Regions from separate parts of the Ovis aries genome. Here region 2 is linked to region 1. The links are chromatin contacts, called in public Hi-C maps. All regions are on one chromosome and are shown on one strand. The core of a region is the stretch at or near the end of the contact, and the rest is flanking DNA. Distances in the headings are between cores, read along the strand shown.

Region 1 (6,654 bases), core at 2,671-5,170:
AAACCAAAGTCACTATGCAGTGCAAGAAAAATTATTGCTGAATTAATCTAAAGTATACTTTAAGCATTCAAAACTGGAACAATTCATTATAGAAGGGTATTTTGGCAGCAACTCTCTAGTAAGTAAAAATTAAGGTTAACTATCACCAGCTCTATATACATATCACTTTTTAAAATAATGCTAATTACAAACATCCAAATCAGGAATTAAGGAATAACAAAGACAGAAAACTATATAGTCCTTTAGATAAAAACTCCTAAGCCAAATAACCAATAGTATGAAACATGAACTAATATTCCCCTCTTTTCCCCTGTCCTCCCCATCTCGGTCTCAGGATCTAGGCGTCCTCTTCAACAGAGCACACGGTATGTAGCAACTAGACTACACTCAGTACCGAGGTTACATCACAGCTATCCAATAACAGATTCTAAGTTATACCAAACACAGTAAAGAATGTATTCATAGAAGACCTATTCCATACCCTTCAGACACCCAATTCCCAAGTTTAACAATTCTAAAGGTCAAGAGTCAATTTTTAAACAAAACATTGCTAGTGAAAGTCGCTCAGTCGTGTCCAACTCTTTGCAACCCCCATGGACTATAGAATCCATGGAATTCTCTAGGCCAGAATACTGGAGTGGGTAGCCTTTCCCTTCTCCAGGGGATCTTCCCAACCCAAGGACTGAACCCAGGTCTCCCGCATTGCAGGCAGAGTCTTTACCAGCTGAGCCACATGGGAAGCCACATGTATTGTTAGACATGTGCATGAAAAACAGTTTTATCTTGCTTTGTTAAAGTGGTTTATTTTCACTTTTTTTTTTTTTTTGTAGTTTAAAAACGTGTCTATTTGTAGTCTTAGTTATGTTCTGAAACTATGGCTTCCAAACCAGACTGTGCATGAGAATCAACGTGGACACACTGAAAAAAGTACAGATTCCCAGGTCACTACCCAGATCAATGGAACCAAAATTTCCAAAACTAGAGCTGAGGTATGTACAGGTTATAAAACACTCAGGTGGTTTTGATGCAGCCATTTGAAAACTACTTTTCTAAGTATCAGTCATTTATATATGGAAGAGCTAGAATCAGAAGAATAGAAACGTCTGCAAATGAAACTTTCCTTACATGTGTGGGGCTGTTTTTGCTTATTGGTTCTGACAGGCTAACAAATGCAGGGTAAAGTTGCCTCACACTCTGAATAAAAACTATTTTGGTATAGCTTAATACAGAATTCTAGATAATACATTAGTAGTTGCAGCCATACAACTTCACTAAAGAGTGATCAGCCAGCATTTCTTTTTAATTATTCTATCATAGTGTTGTCTAGAGGCAATCCTTAGAGTTTTTCTTTGCTGATTTCAAATTCAAATCTGTAAGAGTCTGACTCTGAAAAAGATATATTTTAAGAGTATTGCAAATGTGAATTATTGAAAATTCATTACAGTATTAAAATATATCATCAACCTTTTTAACTGTGCATTTTTATAATAACATATTTTCAAGTATTAATAATTGTCGATATATATATATACATTTCTATAGCATACCAGAAGTTAAGGGGTTGAGAGAACAGGGCCAAAAATATGCGTACAAAAGAAAATGTGAATGATCTACATCCAACAAATTCTTATTAAATGTTCCTGGAAAGTTGAATTAATAGAGACTAACAATTGCACTCATCTCACACGCTAGTAAAGTAATGCTCAAAATTCTCCAAGCCAGGCTTCAGCAATATGTGAACCATGAACTTCCAGATGTTCAAGCTAGTTTTAGAATAGGCAGAGGAATCACAGATCAAATTGCCAACATCCGCTGGATCATCGAAAAAGCAAGAGAGTTCCAGAAAAATATCTACTTCTGCTTTATTGACTATGCCAAAGCCTTTGACTGTGTGGATCACAATAAACTGTGGAAAATTCTGAAAGAGATGGGAATCCCAGACCACCTGACCTGCCTCTTGAGAAACTTATATGCAAGTCAGGAAGCAACAGTTAGAACTGGACATGGAACAACAGACTGGTTCCAAATAGGAAAAGGAGTACGTCCAGGCTGTATATTGTTACCTTGCTTATTTAACTTCTATGCAGAGTACATCACGAGAAATGCTGGGCTGGAAGAAACACAAGCTGGAATCAAGATTGCCGGGAGAAATATCAATAACCTCAGATATGCAGATGACACCACCCTTATGGCAGAAAGTGAAGAGGAACTAAAAAGCCTCTTGATGAAAGTAAAAGTGGAAAGTGAAAATGTTGGCTTAAAGCTCAACATTCAGAAAACGAAGATCATGGCATCTGGTCCCATCACTTTATGGGAAATAGATGGGGGAAACAGTGGAAACAGTGTCAGACTTTATTTTGGGGGGCTCCAAAATCACTGCAGATGGTGACTGCAGCCATGAAATTAAAAGACGCTTACTCCTTGGAAGAAACGTTATCATCAACCTAGATAGCATACTGAAAAGCAGAGACATTACTTTGCCAACAAAGGTCCGTCTAGTCAAGGCTATGGTTTCTCCAGTGGTCATGTATGGATGTGAGAGTTGGACTGTGAAGAAAACTAAGCGCCAAAGAACTGATGCTTTTGAACTGTGGTGTTGGAGAAGACTCTTGAGAGTCCCTTGGACTGCAAGGAGATCCAACCAGTCCACTCTAAAGGAGATCAGCCCTGGGATTTCTTTGGAAGGAATGATGCTAAAGCTGAAACTCCAATACTTTGGCCACCTCATGTGAAGACTTGACTCATTGGGAAAGACTCTGATGCTGGGAGGGATTGGGGGCAGGAGGAGAAGGGGACGACAGAGGATGAGATGGCTCGATGGCCTCACTGACTCGATGGACGTGAGTCTGAGTGAACTCCGGGAGTTGGTGATGGACAGGGAGGCCTGGCGTGCTGTGATTCATGGGGTCGCAAAGAGTCGGACATGACTGAGACACTGAAATGAACTGAACATATTTGGTCATGTTATACATATGTTCAGAACATCTGAATCAGTAAGACAGGAGCTAATCTTGATAATGAAAACTCAGAAACGCATTTATACACAGATCTGTTTAATACATTCTACCATACTACAATAACATCCCTTCAAGATTCCTTAGAAGTCTTTTTGAAAAAGAAAAAAATAAAAATAAAAGTGTCACAAACTCTAAGTGTACTGAGAAACAACTATTTAAAATATGTGTCTAAAAATCTTTGCATGATTAAAATAGTTTCAACAGCTTCTGGCACATATTTGGTAACTTTAGTGAAACAAAAGTACTTTATGGGGGCATGGGGGATGGAGATGTGGTTTCTGATTTCAGACAGTAGAAACATTTTAAAATTCTGGATTGTCTTTTAAACATTACACAACATGAAGAGTTAAATGCAAACTGCAATTATAGATCCTAATTATAGATTATCCTTATAAAAGGTAAATTCATTCTGTATTACCCAGAATGATCCAGAAAAATCACTAGTACCAGTCCACATCTCAAAGACTGATGGGACTTCTGCAGCAACTTTTGAGAACTGAAAAAATGAAAGATAAGATCACAAAGGACAACCACTTTAATACACAGTTGAGCTTACTCAGACATTTCTCTTTCTACAAACAAGTACTCTTTCAAGAAGTTATAAAAGTAGCTGTCCTAGTTTGTCTTTAAAAGATGGAAAACTCACAAGAAGGCAAAACTTTTTATGTCAAAAGCCAATAGGTTGTTTTGACTGCAAATATCTTCTCTAGAACGTTAGCCTCTAGGGTAATCACAACATTGATAAAGAGATGCAAAGAGTCTTCAGCAAATCTCAATATCTGAAAGGTAACACTACTATTAGCACTTTCAAGGAAGAGAAAAATAACTGCTACATGATCCTGGAATGTCATTCATCACCAAGAAGGGACTGGCAGGATTTCTTCTGGCTACTTTATTGAGCAATATAGTTAACCACGTGTTCCTGGAATCATAGCACAGAAGACTTTTCCATTGCAAAAGAGTATTAAAGATGTTCTCAAGCAATAAAAGCCAGAAAATTTTTTTCAGTAACTCTAATTATAATTTGGTGAATCTACCAAAACATCTGATACATTAGTAACATAACATGATGAATGATACTAGAAGTATTTGACCACAAGTATGCTTATCAACACCAAAGATGACTATGGCAATAAGAAATACACAGATTTCTCATGTATCAGAATTCAAGGTCCCATCTAACTCCTACCTCATAAATGAAAACACTGCAAAAAAAAATTATCAAATAACTACATTTAAAAAGAAAAAAAGTCAAAAGATACACACATATTCTTCTACCAAAAGCCATCATCAAAATTTCTACAGTTATCCAAAAACACTACACTAGAAACACACTCATGAACAACTCAAGACAATGGCCTGGATTTTCATTAAATAAGGCCAAAAAAGATAATTAAAATCATAAATTAAAGTAAAATGATGTTACACAGCTCAGAAGTTTCGTCCATAACACATGCTGTTTCTCTTCTAACTCCTAACACACTGCTAAATGATGACCTGTCATAGAGGAAATAGTATCCCTCTTATTATTTTTACAAACAAGTTATAAGTAATTACATCATTCTGGCCTGTACAAATTTAGCCAGGTCAGGAGGCAATATGGCACCAAGTTTTTCCATGAACTGTTTTCTAGGCTCAAAACAACTTTGTACCAAGTTCCTCTATAACTTTCACAGACATAATCTATGAGCCACATCCTATAGGGAATCACAAGATCCTTGAATTTAATCAAAATTAAAATGACTATAAAAATTTACATTGTACAGGATTTGATACATGCACAGGATAGGTAATATTAACCCTCCTCTCGTCCTTTAGTGCTTCCATACACCTAGTATGTATCTCTATTCTATCATTCATAAAACCATTTAACAGACAATCCTCCCCCTTAAGACTGTGAACTTAAGAACCAGAAACCCACCCTATTCATCTTTGTTATCTTCACTACCTAGAAATGCCCTGGTCATAATGGTCATTCAAGGAACACTTAGAGAACAGGAACATAATACCCAGGTCACAAATGTACAGAGAGGGGAAGCAGACAACAGTAAATCAGGTAAGTAGAACGCAAATTTCAAGAACATACAGGAACCGATGTAAAGAGAAAGACAGCAGATAGCATCAGGGGAAAAGCACTGGGTCTGGAGAGGGTTGGGATGTCTCTGGAATTTAGATCAATTCTAATCCAGAGTTTGGCAATAATAAATGTTATAACTTTGAGCAAATAACTTTGCCTCCCCAGATCTCAATTTCCTCATTTGTAAAATAAAAAGTAAAACGCCATAAGGATGATTTCAAAGCAGCAGGAACACTTATTACTGGAAAATAGCACTAGCAGAACAGACCAAATACAGTATGTGAGATAACAGAACTTTGAGCAAAGGGCATTGTATGGGTGGGATGTACAACTCTATAAACAGTAACAGGTCACATCAACAGCAGTAACAGCTACTCAAGAATTGTACACACATATCTAATGTGGAAATTATCAATACTCACTCATTCAATTAATCTTTAAAAAGAATCAAGTTTTGCCAAAGGTAAAAGAGGACTGAAGAAAAAGAGGCAAAGGCAACATTCTGCTTGTTATTTCCTAGTAAAAATTACAATACAGATCATATAAACACACACACACACTCACAAAAAAAATGAACAAACTGAAAAGCATCTTTATACCTTTTATAAATTGATAATTGTCCTCAAAATGAATCTTATTATTTAATTATTTGGACTAGAAGAGACAAGTATTTCGCATCTCAGCAAAAAATTAACCTTCCACAAAAAACACATACAGGATACATTCTCTGGCCCTCAAAGTGAGTCTTGTTGGAATATTAAGAACCCAACATGCAGATGACCAAAGAAACTCCTAAACTTGAAACCCAAAACAACTCATAGACCTATGCTCCAACAGCATATCCAAAATAAATCTTTGCCTCATAACAAATGAATTGTCTATCTCAGATAAGAAGTTGTGATCAATTTTGATTTTGAGTATCAGACTCAGCATAGCAGTATCTATATCTTTTTAATACTTTTTAAATGTAAGCCTTGTTCTCAGTACTATGCTAACTATGGTAGAAGATACAACAGCACTAAAAGGTAAGATCCTGGCCCACAGGAAAATCTTCCCAACCTTACTAGGAATGAGTTTTAGGTTACTATAAACACAGAGTTCTACTTCTCCAGTATCTCTCCCAAGGACCTAGGACAAAAGGTGAGCAATTCCAATTTCCATATCCATATTTCAAGATATTTTGTAAAGCTAAAACAAATTATCACAAAGCAGATCCAGATATACGGGAACAAAATATACTGTACTCCAAAGGGAATTTCTACAAAGGTGGTAAGACAGAGTACCCTGAATAGATAATCTCACATGGAGGAATACTTCATATAAATGTAAAATATAAATAAAAAAGAAAAATACCTTTGTAGCAATCATAACTACAAAACAAAATCATAGTATTTCTGATCTGATTACTCATTCAAATTTTTCAAAAGGAAGGCAAAGTGGGAAAAATTTGAAATTTTCAAATTGAAGTTAAACAACCTGTTCACTCTTAACGTATACAATCAATGTCTGTTTCTGAAAAATGGCAGAATATAACTGGCTATACAGACCAACTAAGTTTAA
Region 2 (6,146 bases), core at 64-2,563, 190 kb after region 1:
TTATTCAAAGCAGTATCCAAACAAGGCTCACACACTGAGTTTAAGTATTTTTAAAATGTAATATATATATATATTTGATCCCAGCACGCCCCATGTGGGATCTTAGTTCCCCGACTAGGGATCGAGCCCATTTCCCCTGTGTTGGAAGCGCAAGATGGCCAGGGGAGCCCCAGGACAACAGAGTTTTGATGTGATTTTTTCCCACCGTCTTCCTCTGTAACTTTCATCAATTCTTTAATTCCTGTAGATTCCTAGCACCTTCACACAGTCACTGGGAATGATTGTGTTTTTGCTTCATTCATCCTAGGGTGTTTCGTAAAGGATAAAGAGAATTAGAAAAAGGCAGACAAAACGGATGGACTTTATGTTTTCTGCCGTACTCTATTTAATTCATTAGTGGAAATTACTTCCCAAAGCCAAGTTCTGCTCAACTTGTGTCCGTCTTTTTCAAGGATAATTTCCAGTCACCGTTGAATTATAATAAATTGTATTGAAAAATGTATAGGGATGGTCAGAAAGCTCATTCTGGTTTTTCTGTAAAACAGTATGCAATTTTAGTTTTTTTTTTTCTTTTTGGTCTAAAGTTCTAGGGTATCAGGAAAATAGTAGGAGAATAGCTGAGTTACAGTCACCATCATGATCTGATCAGTTCAGCTAGGAAAGGAAATAACTTAAGATCTCCAGGATTCAAAAGGAACTTTTAAGGTTAAAAACTTTAAAACTCCCCTATTAGAGTTTTGGGGCCTGGGTTCCTGGCCGGAGAACTAAGATTGCACAAGCCACTGTGGTACAGCCAAAAACGAAAGAACAAAATACTGGCTAGTGGCATCTCCCACCATCTGCCTTCATCATCAGCATGCCTCTCCGGGCTGGAAATGTTGGCGTCACCTTTGACTCTTTCTCCTTCCCTTGTTGATTCCTCCTTAGTCACGTATCTAGGATTTGATTCTTCCTCTTTATTGCCCTTATTCCCCTGACACCACTGTGTTTTAACATGTAGATCCCCATAGCAGGCTCTCACTGGTCTTCCAGCCTTTAATTTTTCTCCTGTCTAACCCAGGCTGCTCACTGCCAAAGCAGTCTTTTGAAAAACACCCCCTGTCATTATCTACCTTTAGATAACTTTAGGTAACTAGGTAACTTCTCCTGGTTACTCCTGGTTCAGAAACTCTGCTTGGTTACTTTTTTCATAGGCTATCAAGACTAATTCTTCCAAACCCTGAGTTTCAGTTGAATCCTGGAAGGGTACCCTTCTGCCCTTCCCTGCTGGAGTGAGCAAGTGTATCCCTTTTACGCATTCTTGGCCCAGACGCCCTCTGCAGACCTGTTCTAAGTAAAGCCAGTCTGTCCGCAGATGATCTAATTGCTGTGACGCCGGCCACTCTATGAAGACTACAGTTTCTGAGAGAGTCTTTCTGCTGTGTTTCTCTTTTTAAAGCTTAAAAAAATTGTTTTCTTTGTTAATTGTGGAAAATATTAATAGACAACCATTTGTCTATTTAGCACATAAGTATACAATTCAGGGGCATTGGGTGTGTTCACATGTTGTGCGGCCATCATTACTATCCCTTTCCCAAATGGAAATTCCATTCCTGTTGAGCAGTAACTCCCCACCCTCCCCTCCCCCAGCTCTGATGTATTTTGTTTGTTTGTGAAAATTTAAAATTATTTTTATTTATTGGGCTGCACGGGGAGTCTCTGTCTTCACTGTGGCACGCAGGGTCTTCAGTTGCAGCATGTGGGATCGAACCCAGGCCCCCTGCACTGGGACTCTTAGCCTCTGGACCACCAGGGAAGTCCCTCTGTGGTGTCTTTCAGGTGTAAAATTCTTGGCCATTTTACTACCTTGAAAGGGAGCAGTTCATCTTTCTACAGATTCAGAAGGGCGGCAGCCAGGGGCATCCTGTGTGAGTCACTGCTCTTTCAGTCATTAAGTCCCTGTTGAGCGATTGTCACGTGTTGGCTGCAGGAAGAGAGTGGTGAGTGGTATGACAAAGACCACGCCTTCCCACTTCGTGCACAGTCAAGAACTATATCTAATTCCATATTGTTCCTCTAGTGATTCCATCACATGCCTCCTGATGAGTGATATTGACGAACACTGTCGTACTGTTGACTTGCTCAAACCAGCTGCTCAAGGCTTGTCCTCATGACTCTCTGTCCTATGAGGGGCTGTGACTTAGGAGCAGATGGGGTCTCTGATGCTAACTAACATCCAGAAACTGTCCAGCCTCTGAGCTCTGGGACATTCCTGGTACTTCCCTGTGGGCTGTTCTTCACCATCGCACTGGGAATGTGTTCATTTTTTTCTCTTTTCTTTTTTTCTTTAATGTATCTTTATGACCTTTTCTAAGCATCCCTCTTATGCTAAGTACTGTATGTATTCAAAATTAAAGTACTGTAGGTATTAAGAAAATCAAAGATAAAAATATTTAAAGATAAACATTTTGAAGTCTTTAAGAAATTACTTGTCCAGTGGGGCAAAGGACCAGCATTGCTCACTGGCATTGATGGCTAATGTAACTGTCCTTACATTGGCAAGATACGGTGTGATCCTGAAGCTTAATTTTGCCTAGGAGTCCCAGAGGCTTGTAGGGGAGTTATGCTCACATGGGAGAGCAGATAGCCAGGTAACAGTTGTTATGGGGAAGGAGTTTTGAGAATGGTAAAACCCACAACTGTGCCAGGGCAGGAAGTCTGTGCTTAAACATTAGCCACTGAGTTAAATTACCAAGAAAACAAAATATGCAAAACAAGTCTCCACTGCAAGTAAACTATTTGCAGGCACAGAATAGGGTTTATCAGTAATAAAAGGACTCAGAATTAGGGGCTTGTTTCTCTCAAGACTCTTACTACTGATTGATAAAGATAACAATTACCTGTATTTCATGTGTGTTTATAATCTCTCCTCTGACATCTGGGTTTGTTTAATCTCATTTGGAGATTTCATTTTATAGATTTTTAAGAAACAATGACAGGAGATCTAGGAGATATGGGTTTGATCCCTGGGTGGGAAAGATCCCCTGGAGAAGGAAATGGCAACCCTCTCCAGTATTCTTGCCTGAAAAACCCCATGGACAGAGGAGCCTGGTGGGCTACAGTTCAAGGGGTGGCAAAGAGTCACACACACTCACACAAAAACCAATGAAGATATTGCCATTTGGTCGTGACTTTTAAAACTCTAAATGTAAAGGCTTTGGTGACCTTTGGTTGAAGAGAAATTATCCAGCTGGTTAAAATGCCCTGGGGGGAATGGCTGCGGTTAGCACCCCTTGATGAAACACGAGGCTGTAAATGATTGGAATGACTGTTTTTGTTTTTAAAGCAGGAGTTCCTTTCAAAGCTCAAGGTGTTGAACTATAAAACAGCCACATCTCTTCTCCAGCTGCTGATTGCTAGGTTCCTACAGCCGTGGGAAAAGAAGTCCAAGTGTCTGTGGTTCAGCAGAGTTGTTTAGGTCTGATGTAGTGAGCTGGTTAATACTTGGAACTGAGCTGCCTGGCACTGTGGTCTAGAATCTGGAGAGCTCCCAGCTTGAGCCCCTGACTCTGAAATCCCCCAGCCGCCTTCATTCAGTCCACACAGCAGCCTCTGTCTATCCTGGGAAAAACCCTCCATACAGAAATACACAGTGTTTTGTAGAAGATTTGATTTAGTTTCTTTACTCCGTGTGATCTGAATGCATATAATGAGAATGTCATAGTCAGTTCTTACTACGAATAATCATAGGAAAAAAAAAAAAATCTTTCAGCTCTGTTTTCCAAGAATCTCCACGACATTCTCTCTGCATTAGAGGCACTTTTTTTTTTCCCCTTGAAGCATGTCACTGTGAAAACTACAAAAAGACATTGACTCACATCCCACTGCTCAAAGTTCTGTTAGTCTGCAGATTGATAGGGATTGCCTTTGTTAGTAAGGAGGTTGTAATGTGTGATCTAGTAGAAAAGTAATCCCTGAAAATTCAGGGTCTTCAAAACACAGTAGGATTCACTCCCTGCACCTCCACCCCGAGTGGTGGCAAAAATAACAATTGTCCCCCAGGGAAATGAAGCTCATCGCTATGGTAACTAATGAAGGTTGCATCATTCTAGGGCACATTCTTAAAAGCCTGGATTTATTCGACATGGGTAGACGCCCCGTCTTATTTTACCCAGTAGCTTAGCAACCTGTGGCCTCCTGGTTGTCACCGCCTCCAATCTTCCCTCTTCCTTCAAAATAGTGACCTATATAGATGGCTTTTTATTGTGAGCACTGTGAATTTGGTTCAGTCTTAGGTATGTTTATAGTGACCTTATTTTCTGGACCAAAAAATTAGGACACGTGCGGGTTCTGAGAAGTAAAGGGCTTTCCTCCTACTTCCCTGGCAGCCCTCACTGAGGTCTTCAGGGATCTTTTTTGGTTCTGCATCGCTTACCTTTTGGTGTTACTCATGGCTTTGTCTTTAGCCCTCTCCTTTTTCTTCACTGATGATTTACCTACTGCTTGTGTGTAGTGACTCCCAGATGTTAATTTTTCAGCTCAGGTCTCGCACTGGACTGCAGGCAGGCAGTAGTAGGTAGCTCACTAATTCAGTCTGCAGGTTCAGCAAGTTCAAGATGAAGTCAGCATTGCCCCCCACAGGAATCACTTATTGAAGAATGGCACCACCATTCACACAGCACTCCACCTCTCGGGCCAGCCCCGAAGGACAGCCCCCGGGGCCAGGTGCTTGTACAGCGTTTCCTGGTGTGGTATGTGCGCTCAGTGTGTGTCTGTGCAACCCCATGAACTAGAGCCCACCAGGCTCCTCTGTCCATGGCACTTCCCAGGCAAGAACACTGGCGTGAGTTGCCATGCCCTTCTCCAGGGGATCTTCCCCACCCAGTGTTTCTGACCTCCTCTCTCGTCCAAGGCCTCCTCCTTTTTTGCTTGTTGTTCTGACCACATCCTCCAATGTGGTTACTTTAGGGTAACCAGGCTTCTCCAGTCTTCTCCTGAACAAACAAAAATATTCGGAGTTTGTGGCCGGCTGCTCACCCTCCATCAGCTTCCCAGCATCCTCAAAGTAAGAATCCAGACTCTTCAGGGTGGCAGAGCCCTCGAAAGCTTCACCCACCGTCCCCTGACCCAGCTCTGTCGTCAGAGTAAGATGCTCGTGATGCTCCTGGACAGTGCACGGGCTTCTCCCTCCCGTGCATCTTAGTGCACAGCTGGCGTTTGTTTGTTTTTGTGCATTTCATGTACTAGTCCCTTTTGTTGTTGTTGTTCAGTAGCTAAGTCGTGTCTGACTCTTTGCGACCCCATAGACTATAGCACGCCACATTCCTCTGTCTCCGACTGTCCCCTGGAGTTTGCTCAAATTCAGGTCCGTCTCACCCTCTGCCACCGCCTTCTCCTTTTGCCTTCAGTCTTTCCCAGCATCAGGGTCTTTTCCAATGAGGCGGCCCTTCGTATCAGGTGGCTAAAGCATTGAAACACCAGCTCTAGCAACAGTCCTTCCAGTGAATTATTCAGGGTTTATTTCCTTTAGGATTGACTGGTTTGATCTCCTTGCTGTCCAAGGGCCTCTCAAGAGTCTTCTCTCCAGCACCGTAGTTTGAAAGTATCAATTCTTTAGCACTTAGCCTTGTTTCTGGACTAACTCTCACATCCGTACAGGTTTTTAATAAAATGTTTGTTGAATGAATTAATGATCAAAAAGTCAGTGATTGGACTTCCCTGGTGGTCCAGTGGTTAAAATTCCTCCTGCCAATGCAGGGGACTCGGGTTCCATCCCTGGTCTAGGAAGATCCCACATGCTGTGAAGCAACCAAGCCCAGGCGCCTAGAGCCTGTTCTTTGCAACAAGCGAAGCCCCCGATTGCCACAATTAGAGAAAGCCCGCCCACAGCAATGAAGACTCAGCAGCACCAAAACTAAAAAAAAAAAAAGAGGTCATTGATTGAATGTGTAAGTGCGCTTGTGGGGCAGTGGGGTAGAATTCCTAACTTTGAGGATTTTAATAGTTTTAGAAAACGCAAGTTGTTCCCAACCCGATAGTTCATTGTCCCCGCCAGGATAAGTGGACTTAAAGATGGCTAGAATGTAGAACAGAGGGTATATTCCTGGATAGGATGTGGAACGGTGGACCTGGTGTGGTGCCTGGCTGTATATCTCTGTATAAACGTG

The links. A called contact is a pair of places that touch in the nucleus more often than the background predicts.
Region 2: a contact with region 1 is called in a Hi-C map of tail adipose tissue, with 4 times the contacts expected there. The contact joins two enhancer-like sites. A contact is called at or near these places in 2 of 16 Hi-C or Micro-C datasets (blood and tail adipose tissue).

The regions. Positions count from the first base shown.
Region 1 is chr10:21,199,606-21,206,259 of ARS-UI_Ramb_v3.0, forward strand. The region is part of intron 4 of INTS6 (integrator complex subunit 6); the gene reads right to left. Among named protein-coding and RNA genes, the nearest start is that of INTS6, 26 kb to the right of the region's middle. Within about 2 kb of position 3,921, at least 5 of the 54 cell types and tissues checked have an H3K27ac peak or open chromatin away from gene starts, as enhancers often do. A contact at or near this core is called in tail adipose tissue, where this site is marked.
Region 2 is chr10:21,391,273-21,397,418 of ARS-UI_Ramb_v3.0, forward strand. The region is part of intron 1 of WDFY2 (WD repeat and FYVE domain containing 2); the gene reads left to right. Among named protein-coding and RNA genes, the nearest start is that of WDFY2, 59 kb to the left of the region's middle. Within about 2 kb of position 1,314, at least 19 of the 54 cell types and tissues checked have an H3K27ac peak or open chromatin away from gene starts, as enhancers often do. A contact at or near this core is called in tail adipose tissue, where this site is marked.